Regions from separate parts of the Triticum aestivum genome. Here regions 1 and 3 are each linked to region 2. The links are chromatin contacts, called in public Hi-C maps. All regions are on one chromosome and are shown on one strand. The core of a region is the stretch at or near the end of the contact, and the rest is flanking DNA. Distances in the headings are between cores, read along the strand shown. Region 1 has its middle 26 kb from the start of LOC123181417. Region 2 holds the start of LOC123181413 (GDP-mannose transporter GONST3). Region 3 holds the start of LOC123181411.

Region 1 (3,451 bases), core at 867-3,366, 220 kb before region 2:
CTAAATACTACTCCACAATGCATTCCCTTAGGCCCAAATATGGTGAAGTGCCATGTAGTCGACGTTTACATGACACCACTAAGGGAATCACAACAAACATTCCATCAAAATATCGAACACATATCAAGTTCACATGATTACTTGCAACATGACTTCTCTCGTGACCTCAAGAACAAAAGTAACTACTCGCAAATGATAATCATGCTCAAGATCAGAGGGGTATTAAATAGCATAATGGATCTGAACATATAATCTTCCACCAAATAAACCATATAGTAATCAACTACAAGATGTAATCAACACTACTAGTCACCCACAGGTACCAATCTAAGGTTTTGGTACAAAGAATGAACACAAGAGATGAACTAGGGTCTGAGAGGAGATGGTGATGTTGAATATGTTGATGGAGATTTGCCTCCCAAAAGATGAGAGGGTTGTTGGTGATGACGATGGCTTCGATTTCCCCCTCCGGGAGGGAAGTTCCCCCGGCGGAATCGCTTCGCGTGAGGGCAAAAGTGCTCCTGCCCAAGTTCCGCCTCGAGACATCGGTGTTCTGTCCCGAAAGTCCTCTCCTTATTTTTTCTAGGTCAGAATGACCTATATACTAGAAGATGGGCATCGGAGGTGGGTTGAGCTGAGCACAACCCACCAGGGCGCGCCTAGGGGGCTTGGCGCGCCCTGATGTCTTGTGCTCACTAGCTGGCCCCCCTCCGGTAGTTATTTGCTCCAGTATTTTTTATATATTCCAAAATAATTCTCCATAAATTTTCAGCTCATTTGGAGATGTGTAGAATAGGTAACTCGGACGTAGCTTTTTCAGGCCTAGAATTCCAGCTGCCGGCATTCGCCCTTTGTGTAAACCTTGCAAATTATGAGAGAAAAGGCATTAGAATTACTTCATAAAGCATTATTATGCATAAAAACATTATAAATAACAGTAGAAATCATGATGCAAAATGGACGTATCGTTGCACGACAGAGTCATCATCGGGAGTGGTGAATGAGGAGTCACCCTCTATAGTCCACGACCGGTTGGCTTCAATACAGAGAAATCATCAGGAGTGAGATGCGAGGTATCACCCTCGTCACTCGATAGTAGCTCTGCAGAGTCGTACAACCAAGGAGGGGTGCCGGTAATGTGTTCAGTCTTCGTACATTGATCACATTGATTGAGACATCCAGTAGTAAAACATGGCAACACGGACAAGGGTATGGGGCCACTAATGGATCACTAACCAACCTATACTGAGCATATAGGATAGCAGGTAAAGTAACAACAACAGGTTACAAAAGCAGGTTGTGCATCAGAATAGGAGTTATCGAACAACAATAGCAAAATCTAATGCAAGCATGAGAGAGAAAGAATGGGCGATATAGGAATGATCAATGGGTTTTGCTTGCATGGAAGCTCTGCAGATAGATACAGATCCTCGACGGTGAAGTAGTCAATCACAGGATCAACAACGGTCTCAGGGTCTACCAGAAAAGAAGTAACAGAGGGGGAAACAAATAAATAACAGAGTAAACAAATGCAACACAAATGCAATGGCACGACAATGTGTGTGGGTACATGCTCTAATGCATCACTAAACATTTTAAAAGAATAGGGAAAAGATTCGGGAATATTTTCCCAGCTCCAGGTATTATTCGGCTAGACGATCCAGAGGGGAAGGTTCCATGTTTGCAGTGTTGGAGGCATGTGCAAGGTATGTGGATGGCATATTCGGTTTCATCTTATTTTTCTGATCATTTTTCATATATAAATTATTTTCATCCGAGTTACAGATTAATTTATTATTTTTCAAAGTTTTATTGTTTTCCTGGAATTCCTGAAATATATTTAAAACAAATTACGCACAGTAAATATTTTTGTCACATAAGAGTGGGCTAGCCACTGAGGCTGACAATGGGCCAGGGCCGCCTAGTCAGCAACCTAGTCAGCATTGATTGGGTCAATGTTTGACCAGTCAAACTGGTAGGTGGGGACCACCTGTCAGTCACACATTATTTATTAGGGTTATTTACTGATTTAAATTGGTTTAGTTAGTAGAGGGGCCCAACATGTCAGTGGGACATTTAGCTAATTAAGCATTTAACTTAAACTAACCTAATCCTAATCCTAATCTAATCAGGGTTGTCCCCACATGACAGGGGCACAACCGGCACACACACACGCACGCACACACGGCGCCCTCGGCCATGGCCAGCAGTAGCGGCATCGGCCCGGTGAGCGTGGCCAGGCCACGACGCGGGTCAAGGGGTGCGTTCGGGGCATGGCTGGCAGCGGTGGCAAGCGCGGCGATCGGCAGCAGGGGAGCAGCAGCGGCCGCGGGCGAGCGCCGCCAGCAGCTGTGAGGCCGGGTGAGGCCAGAGGTGCGGCGAGCGGGGCGAGTGGGCAAGTGGGGGGGCAAGGCACGCGGGAGCACGCGGGCCACCCAGGGGCGCGGTTCGGGCGTGGCGAGCGCGAGCGCCCAGTGAGCACGGGCGCAAAATCTAGCAGCGAGGAAGAGAGCGGGGGAAGAGGGGAATCGCGCGGCGCTCACCGCGGACCTCGAAGGCGTGCTCGGGAAGGCTGGGGCGATACCGGAGCAGTAGGTTGAGGCGGTGGGATGGCGGCCGCCGAAGCGGAGGGAGACGCCTGATCCGCCGAGGGAGATCTCCGCGGCTCGAGCTGGTGGTTGCAGTCGAGGCAGTGGTCGACGGCAGAGCGGATGGACGAGGTCTCACGGCGCGGGGATGATCATGGGTGCGTGGGCGAGGTGAGGCGTGGAGACGATGGTGCGGGGTTTGCTGTAGCGAGGAGATCAAGCGAGGGGGAGGAAGAAACGGGCTAGGGTTTGATGCGGGGCTCGCAATCGTCGCTTTATACCCGAGGGGGCGTGTGATGGCCGACACGGCGGCCATGGTGGCCTGGATGGCCGCCATGCCCCTTCTCTGCCTCTTGTAGCGGGAGGAAGGAGAAGACTTATGTGGGTTGGGCCTCCACTGGCACTAAGGCCCAATCGCCACTAGGTTTAGGACTTTTCTTTGTCTCTTTCTGTTTTTCTTTTACAGCAACTGTTTGCATTTATTTTAGCCATCAAATGACTTTTGCCAAAAATAGAACTTGGCCACAAAAATGCATTACAATATTTGGCACTGCCACAAAAAGTTTGGGAGGTATTTCAATTTGTGTTAATTTTGCATAAATGGAAAACCATTTAGAAGGGTTGATTTGGCACTATTTTAATTGCTATAGCCCATTTAAGTAAATAAGTTTTTTGCTAAATGATGAACTATTTTCCAATCATGTTTGTGAAATTTTAAATTTCACTCGCAATTTGAATTTGACTTAGGTTTATATCCAGGAGAGATTAAGCTAAGCAAAAATAGGATGACATGTCATCATTAGTCAGGGATCACTGTAGCATAATTACAGGGGTCTTACAAAAGTCCTGCACTAAAAGAAATC
Region 2 (3,712 bases), core at 427-2,926:
TGTCAGTGCCCCAGGGTACGGAAATTTCATGATTGCCCATTTGTTGATAATGGAGAGCAAAGATGCTGACAGGCAATAACCAGCAGCCAAGCCATACACTGAAGCTTGCTGGACAAGAGTGCTCAATATGCTACTCCAGGCTCCAGTTTTTTGGAGAGCACTGGAACCATTGGCTGAAGAACCTTCTTTCGAGGGCTCTGAGGAATCAGACATCTGCAGCATCCAAAATTATATTTTAAGTGCTCGGAATAAATAAACGAACTGTTAAAATTCACGATGGATCCTACTCATCTTATTGGAATAAGTAACCAGGAGCCTACTGTAACATATGACATAAACAAAACTCTCAGTTCAAAATTCTATACACATGATATTTGATGAGCGTTGAAAATCTGATGAGAAATATATGAACCAACATTTCGAAAGTGCCAACCAAGATAATAAAACTGACAAAGTAGTGGTATTAAGCAAGATAACCAACATTAGGGAATTACAACATTGTTTCCGTACTAGTCCGTCTAGTAAAAGAGCAACACTTTCTTGATGTTAAAAGAAACAATTAAGCCTTGTATGATCACATAAGTCAAGTATCCTACATGGACAGGGGTCACAGGGCATAAACATAGCATGCAAGAGTAACCATAGTTAAGTTCAGAGGCAGTACTAGTTAAAGAGTTTATCATTATCTGCAGTGATGCAGATTCTCTGAAGTAATGACTATGCAACAACACATGCAAGTTCAGGGATTCAAAATTTCAAAGGGTGGCACATATAAACATGCAGTATGCTTAATTAACACACACGAAATGCTGCAAATTTTGTAGGAAGGGATGCACCCCCAACGTTTCCTCAGAGTAAATCAAAATCTGCTTGCCAAGGTAACACGGAGCATGAGCAGAAGATAGATAGTTCCTCCTGCGATTGTTCACTCTAATCGAACCGGAGAACAAACTTAGGCGACACAAATGACGAAATGCGCCCCGCAGCCGCCCCGAACCCTAGATCAAATCCGAAGAAGAATCGAAGCATATACCTGGACGGCTTTCTGCTGGCTGGGATTTGGAATTGGAGCAAAATCTACGGGCGGGGAGTCGTCGAGGGCTCGTGATCCTCACCGGGGCGACGGGCGCTAGGGAGCGGGGTGGAACAGCGCCGGCGCTGCGGGGCATGGGCTGTCGGACTGCGCCATTGTGGCAAGGGTAGGAGTTTGAGTTGAGGAGGTCGGTGGTGAGGTTGGGTTTGTTTAGAATGACAGACAGAGAGAGACACGGAGGAAGAGAGGGGGCCCGTTTTCGCCTGTCCCTATTTTTGGGCCAGGCCCAGTTTACCGATGCGAGCTTAAACAAGTTCAGACAAAAGGTTCAGACATCTTCTAGCACAAAAAGAACCGGAGAACAAACTTAGGCGACACAAATGACGAAATGCGCCCCGCAGCCGCCCCGAACCCTAGATCAAATCCGAAGAAGAATCGAAGCATATACCTGGACGGCTTTCTGCTGGCTGGGATTTGGAATTGGAGCAAAATCTACGGGCGGGGAGTCGTCGAGGGCTCGTGATCCTCACCGGGGCGACGGGCGCTAGGGAGCGGGGTGGAACAGCGCCGGCGCTGCGGGGCATGGGCTGTCGGACTGCGCCATTGTGGCAAGGGTAGGAGTTTGAGTTGAGGAGGTCGGTGGTGAGGTTGGGTTTGTTTAGAATGACAGACAGAGAGAGACACGGAGGAAGAGAGGGGGCCCGTTTTCGCCTGTCCCTATTTTTGGGCCAGGCCCAGTTTACCGATGCGAGCTTAAACAAGTTCAGACAAAAGGTTCAGACATCTTCTAGCACAAAAAGAAAAAGGAAGTGTGGCTGCTGGGATTCGAGCCCAGGTCTCCACGGCCACAACGTGGAATTCTCACCACTAAACTACAGCCACTTTGATGTTCGAATCCCATGTATAGCTAACTTAGACGGACATTTGTAAGAGCATCTGTCTACACCATAACAGCAGGAAACTCAGTATAAAGAATCTGGATCATTTGGGAACTCAATCTCTGCTGTTGTAAATGCGACGATAAAGGCTACGTCCTCAAAACGTACATGAGATAAGTGAAGGAAGCATAATATCTGTCAGAGCACATGATTTTGTATTACAGCAAGCCATGAATGTCCTCATGATTTATCTTAGCCCCAAAATGCCATTCAATATAGACAAGACACATTCTAAGCTCTTTATGGCACTCATGGAGCTGTTACGCTGAGTGTGGCGTTGCAAAGACCGGGCTCCATGGAGCTCGTTTTGCAAAAAAAAAACCAAAATATATTTAAAAATTTCAAAAAATGCCAATTTTTTTGTACAAATGCATATGCATATTCTTTAAGTATGTATAAATTTTCAGTAACTAATTTGATCATTTGCATGCTACACAAAAAAAACAAATATCTGACACAAATACAACAAAGAAAAAGCCTATTTCAATCTGTGTATTTGTCTTTTTTGTATACATCACATATGAATACATATGTTTATGAAAATTTGTACACGTATACTTCAAGTATATGTCTACATGAAAACATTTTTTCAGATTTTTTTGAGTTATGGAAAAGGTATTTTGGCTGAGAAATGTATATAGTGCTCAATGGAGCTCGGCCTCTGCAGCCACTTTTCGCTGTTACGCTCGGTTTCCCTTCAACAAATTTCAGGTCCTCCAGGACATGTCAGTCACTCAACATGAGTTTTCCTTGCAGAGAACTGAGCTAACCAGGCCGTCACAGGTCCAGACGAATATCTATCTACTCGATATAGGCTAATAATATTCCCCGCAAAAAAAAGATATACGCTAATAATATTGAAAACCAAGCAACAGGTGATGTGGGATCACTTGCTTTGAAGCTAAAAATGGCTCAACTACAACCATCCGGTGATGCTTTTACATCTTCTTCCTCCCACTTATTAGGGTCTCTCCCATTATCTGAAAACACTTGTATTAAGGTATGAGCTCATCCTCACCCGAGAGAGCATCCAGATATGCAGCCATATTGGCAATCATGATGGTCCTGGGACCTGAGTCCTGACATTGCAACACACTCAGCAACAATGCCAACAATACAAAAGATTTGAGTTCACAGATAAGCCATTACACTGTATTCTCCTTGATAAATACCACACCATGTTATTAGAATCGGATACAGAGACAAGGTATCATGAGACGACAACACATTCTTATTCGAATCGGCCTAACAACAAGTGAATATGCCACAGCTGATGATCAGAAGCACAAGTGCTAATCTGATCAGTTTATTTATTTGTATTTCGCTGATGATGACTCTGTGAAAGGAACAGCCTGTGCAATCTGCCTGCAAGAAGAACTGAAGAAGAGCCTTCGCGCAATCCATGAGATCCATGCATCGATGGACCTCACGCGTTCTTGGTTGCAGTGTAGTTCTCGTAGGCCAATTGTGCCGCCAAGAGATCGACCACGGCCGTGCCAACGGACTTAAACACGGTGATCTCATCGTCGCTGCGCCGCCCGGCCACGGTCCCGGCGGCCAGCTCCGCGAGCGTCCCGGCCACATCCTCCCTCCGCAGCACGCCGCGCTGCAGCGCGCCCACAAGCTCCCCGGCCTCCTCCAGCGCCGCCTCGAAGTCAATGAACACCCTGCCCCGACGGAGCGCCTCGTCGTCGCACTCCCGCATCGCCGGCGTGAACGACCCCACCAGGTCAAGGTGCGC
Region 3 (3,449 bases), core at 293-2,792, 210 kb after region 2:
CAACATGCTCGTGGGGGGCACAGCGAGTGGAAAATTTTGCCCCCCCTCCCAGGCCAAAAATTTCGCCGGCAGCCCCCAAGCGGCAAAAAATATGCCTCCTGGGGGGGCAACGGCTGGAGATGCTTTTAGAGCCACGCTAGGCGCCGGCCGGCCGGCCCAATTTTCGGCCGGCTGCCTAGCAGTCGTTCGATATGAGAGTACATGGGCTGTTGGATCTCAGTTGTCTTCTCTTTTTCCTTTCCCCATCCTCCTTCGTCTCTAGCACGCACATAGGGGTAGCAAACCGTCGACCAGACGAACGACCTCGAAGCACCGCCGGCTCGCACCGCTCGCTGTCGCGGCTCGCCAGTTGGACCACTGGTGCCCCATGGCCCGCCCCTCTTATGCAGCAAATCGGACCCAGCAAAATAAATCAGCCCGCCCGTCCGTGGAGTTTGTCATCTCTACAGCTGCAGCTCCGCCGTGAAGCCATCGCAGTAGTCGGTTGCATCAATGGCGAGGTGTCGGTTCCAGCTTTTTGTCGCTGGTCTCTGGTTGAAGCTTTTCGAAAGTAGGGTTGAAGCTTTTTCATCTCAACACTTGCAACTTTTTCGTTGTGTACTCACGAAGTTGAAGCTTCTTTTTATTTCGTAGTGATATGATGAAACTTCTCTATTTCGTTGGTTGAAGCTTTTTCAAATATGGTTTGATCTTTCGCATGAACGGTTGTAGTTTTTTTCAGTTGCACATGTGATCCATCGAAACTTTTTTAAACTACGGTTGAAGCTTTCATATGGACAATTGTAGCTTTTTCCAGTGCACAGTGTCCGGTTGAAGCTTTATATACCGTGGGTTGAAGCTTTCGAATCAAACGGTTGTAGCTTTTTGGGTCCTCGGTTGCAGGATCCATGGAGAAGCAAAGCTTTTAGGTTCATTTTGGGAGGAGATGGTTGTAGCAGTGGGGGAGGAGGCCGCGCCGCCATGGTTATGGCATTTCCAGTGGCGAAAGGGACCGGTAGCCATGGGCAGTGGAAGAAGTGGGCGTGGACGCTGAGGTTGGAGGTAGGGGACCTACACAGGTTTAGGGCTAGCCGGCGACGCGGTCTAAAGGAGTAAGATGAGCTGCTGAGAGAGAGAGAAGAGGATCGGGAGAAACAAGACGAGGAGTGGAGAGAAGGGGGTCGGGAGGAAGAAGACAAGGAGTGGAGAGAAGGGGGTCGGGAGGAAGAAGACAAAGAAAGAAAAAAGATAAGCCCCCGGAAAAAAAAGATAGTGCACGGGGTGAGATGTACGATAGCCTTTCTTTTTTTAACTAGATGTACGATGAGTAACGCTACATCGACGGAAGATTACGTGGGTGATACTGATTTGTCAAGTTGTGATTGAATTAAGTGGGGAGGGACGGGCCCCACCCAGGTGAAAATCAGGAGGGGCGGAGAGATTATTAGGAAAGGGCCTGTAAAACTCCCGTAAGAGGCCCGTACGTTTAGCATTTTTGATGTACGACAGGCTTGATCGCCAGGCAACCGGTCGGCCGGGCACAAACGTTTGCCTATCTCTTGTGGGGACGACACACGTGGCACCCAACCCAGGAACGCATCGAGAATGCAGTTACGCGCCACCACTGACCACTGCCCATGGCGATAAGGCTATTACCACGAGGAAGTGGGAGAGCAGCTCGTCGTCTCCTGCCAATCCACCGGCGGCGCGCATGGCCGCCTTGCTCCACGTAGCGGCTCTCCAGCCCGCCCCTTACCCTCATCACCAACGGATGCACAGCCTATCCACCACTTCCATCCTTTCCCCGCCTCACGCCGCACCGTCCAAGCGACGACGAGCCACAGCCCGGCGGCCACACGCAGCCGGCAACGGCAGCGGCGTCGGCACACCAGCCGCGGACAGCACAAGCAACAAGAAGCCGAGCCGCAAGGAGAAGCAGCGGCAGCAGCAGCGGGTGCGCGAGCGGGAGGAGCAGCAGCAGCTGCTGCTCCTGAAGGAGTCGCTCGTGGAGCCCGCCCGCGAGGAGGAGGACGGCGGCGGCCGCGGCGACGACGAGCTGCCGCAGGTGGTGTTCGACCGCATCCTCCGGCGGATCCTGTTCACGGTGGGCGTCCCGATGGCGTCGGGCGTGGCGCTCCTCAACGTGTACGACGCGCTCAAGCGCGGGGGCGGGGCCGAGGTGCCGTCGTGGGTGCAGCTGCTCACCATCCTCCTCTCCTTCGGCACGTCGGCGCTCGGCATCGCCTACGGGACGCTGTCGGCGAGCTGGGACCCGGAGAAGGAAGGCTCGCTGCTCGGCGTCGACGAGGCCCGGACCAACTGGCCGGAGCTGTGGAAGGAGGAGATCGACAAGGATAACAAGTAGTAACTGTAAATAGACTAGATATTTTCTCCACTGGAAATAGCACTACGCTTGTTGTCGACACTTGATACTCGTACAGGCTACAGCAGTGAAACTATGAAACAATTCGCAGTGGCTATGCAAGGTCTCTGCAATAGGTAGAATGGCCAAAACTGAACACTTGGCAGGAAAAAAGAGAAAACTGAGTGAACCCCCAGGCCAGCCAGAATACAACACTGATGAGTCAGTTGCTCTCGTTCTCCTAAAGCAGATGGATGGGTCATTTTGATCAATCGAGCCACCTGGTGACGCCATCTTCTTCACTCACCGCTGCGAGGATCTCGATATAGACCTCCAATACAGCCTGCAGACAATTTTAACTACCATCAGGAAACAAGATACTACCAACAGAACTGTTTTTTCGAGTTAGTCATGGCAGTGGAAATTCCTAGTCCAGAACATTAACGGGTCCTGTTTTGTGATGAAAATAAAGATTCGCTATTACCATTGGCGGGGACAGATGTGCATCTTAACTCTTAAATATTGTTGTTATGTGCATAAATTGGTGATAGATAAACGGGCATACCAAAGGATTCCTGTGGTTGATCAGTTTGCAGCATTCCAGTAAAGACCCTTCCAGCGTCCAGCTCTCCCAAACATCGAAAGCATGATTGGCAAATACGAGCTCCGCCTTCTTATTAACCTGAAAACAAGTTTAAAAGGGAGTTAAATATTATACAGGGATCATGGAATGTAAGAACAAATCAGTGATTCTATTCATAAACTTCTCGAAGCTCCTGCAATGGAATCGAGCCTGGAGCAAGCACTTCACAACTATTCAAAGTAATAAATTCTCAACGACAAGAAGAAGATCAAACGGAAGAGTAGTACGAGATACACTAGTAGTACTTAATCTTAAACATATCGTGGAATCAAGTTGGTAATTTTCAACACGGAACAAAAAAATGGGATAATGTGTAAAGCACAAAAAATTGACCATAGATGTCATTGCATCTAAAAATCACCAAGAGATTCATGCAGAGAAGAACACCGGTGCATAATCTTTTAACTTTACTACTAGTACTATATTCACCTCTCACCATATCTTCAGGGAACGAGTACTAACTGA

Evidence for each region. Hi-C and Micro-C count contacts between places; a contact is called where the count stands out from the background.
Region 1: a contact with region 2 is called in a Hi-C map of leaf, with 4 times the contacts expected there. The contact joins the enhancer-like site here to the promoter of LOC123181413 in region 2. A contact is called at or near these places in 2 of 5 Hi-C or Micro-C datasets (both in leaf).
Region 3: a contact with region 2 is called in a Hi-C map of leaf, with 4 times the contacts expected there. The contact joins the promoter of LOC123181411 here to the promoter of LOC123181413 in region 2. A contact is called at or near these places in 2 of 5 Hi-C or Micro-C datasets (both in leaf).

The regions. Positions count from the first base shown.
Region 1 is chr1D:270,329,381-270,332,831 of IWGSC CS RefSeq v2.1, reverse strand. No RefSeq gene overlaps it. Among protein-coding and RNA genes, the nearest start is that of LOC123181417, 26 kb to the right of the region's middle. Within about 2 kb of position 2,116, at least 7 of the 8 cell types and tissues checked have an H3K27ac peak or open chromatin away from gene starts, as enhancers often do. A contact at or near this core is called in leaf, where this site is marked.
Region 2 is chr1D:270,108,738-270,112,449 of IWGSC CS RefSeq v2.1, reverse strand. LOC123181413 (GDP-mannose transporter GONST3) reads right to left here and starts at 1,676. Exons shown (of 2, transcript XM_044593676.1): 1 at 1,482-1,676; 2 at 1-213. The coding sequence starts at 213. TRNAH-GUG (transfer RNA histidin (anticodon GUG)) reads right to left here and starts at 1,915; the gene lies at 1,844-1,915. LOC123181412 (protein SAR DEFICIENT 4) reads right to left here. Exons shown (of 1, transcript XM_044593674.1): 1 at 3,096-3,712. The coding sequence ends at 3,398.
Region 3 is chr1D:269,897,780-269,901,228 of IWGSC CS RefSeq v2.1, reverse strand. It overlaps LOC123181411, which reads left to right and starts at 1,542. Exons shown (of 1, transcript XM_044593673.1): 1 at 1,542-2,404. The coding sequence starts at 1,691. The coding sequence ends at 2,344. It overlaps LOC123181410 (C-terminal binding protein AN), which reads right to left. Exons shown (of 7, transcript XM_044593672.1): 6 at 2,907-3,023; 7 at 2,345-2,684. The coding sequence ends at 2,610.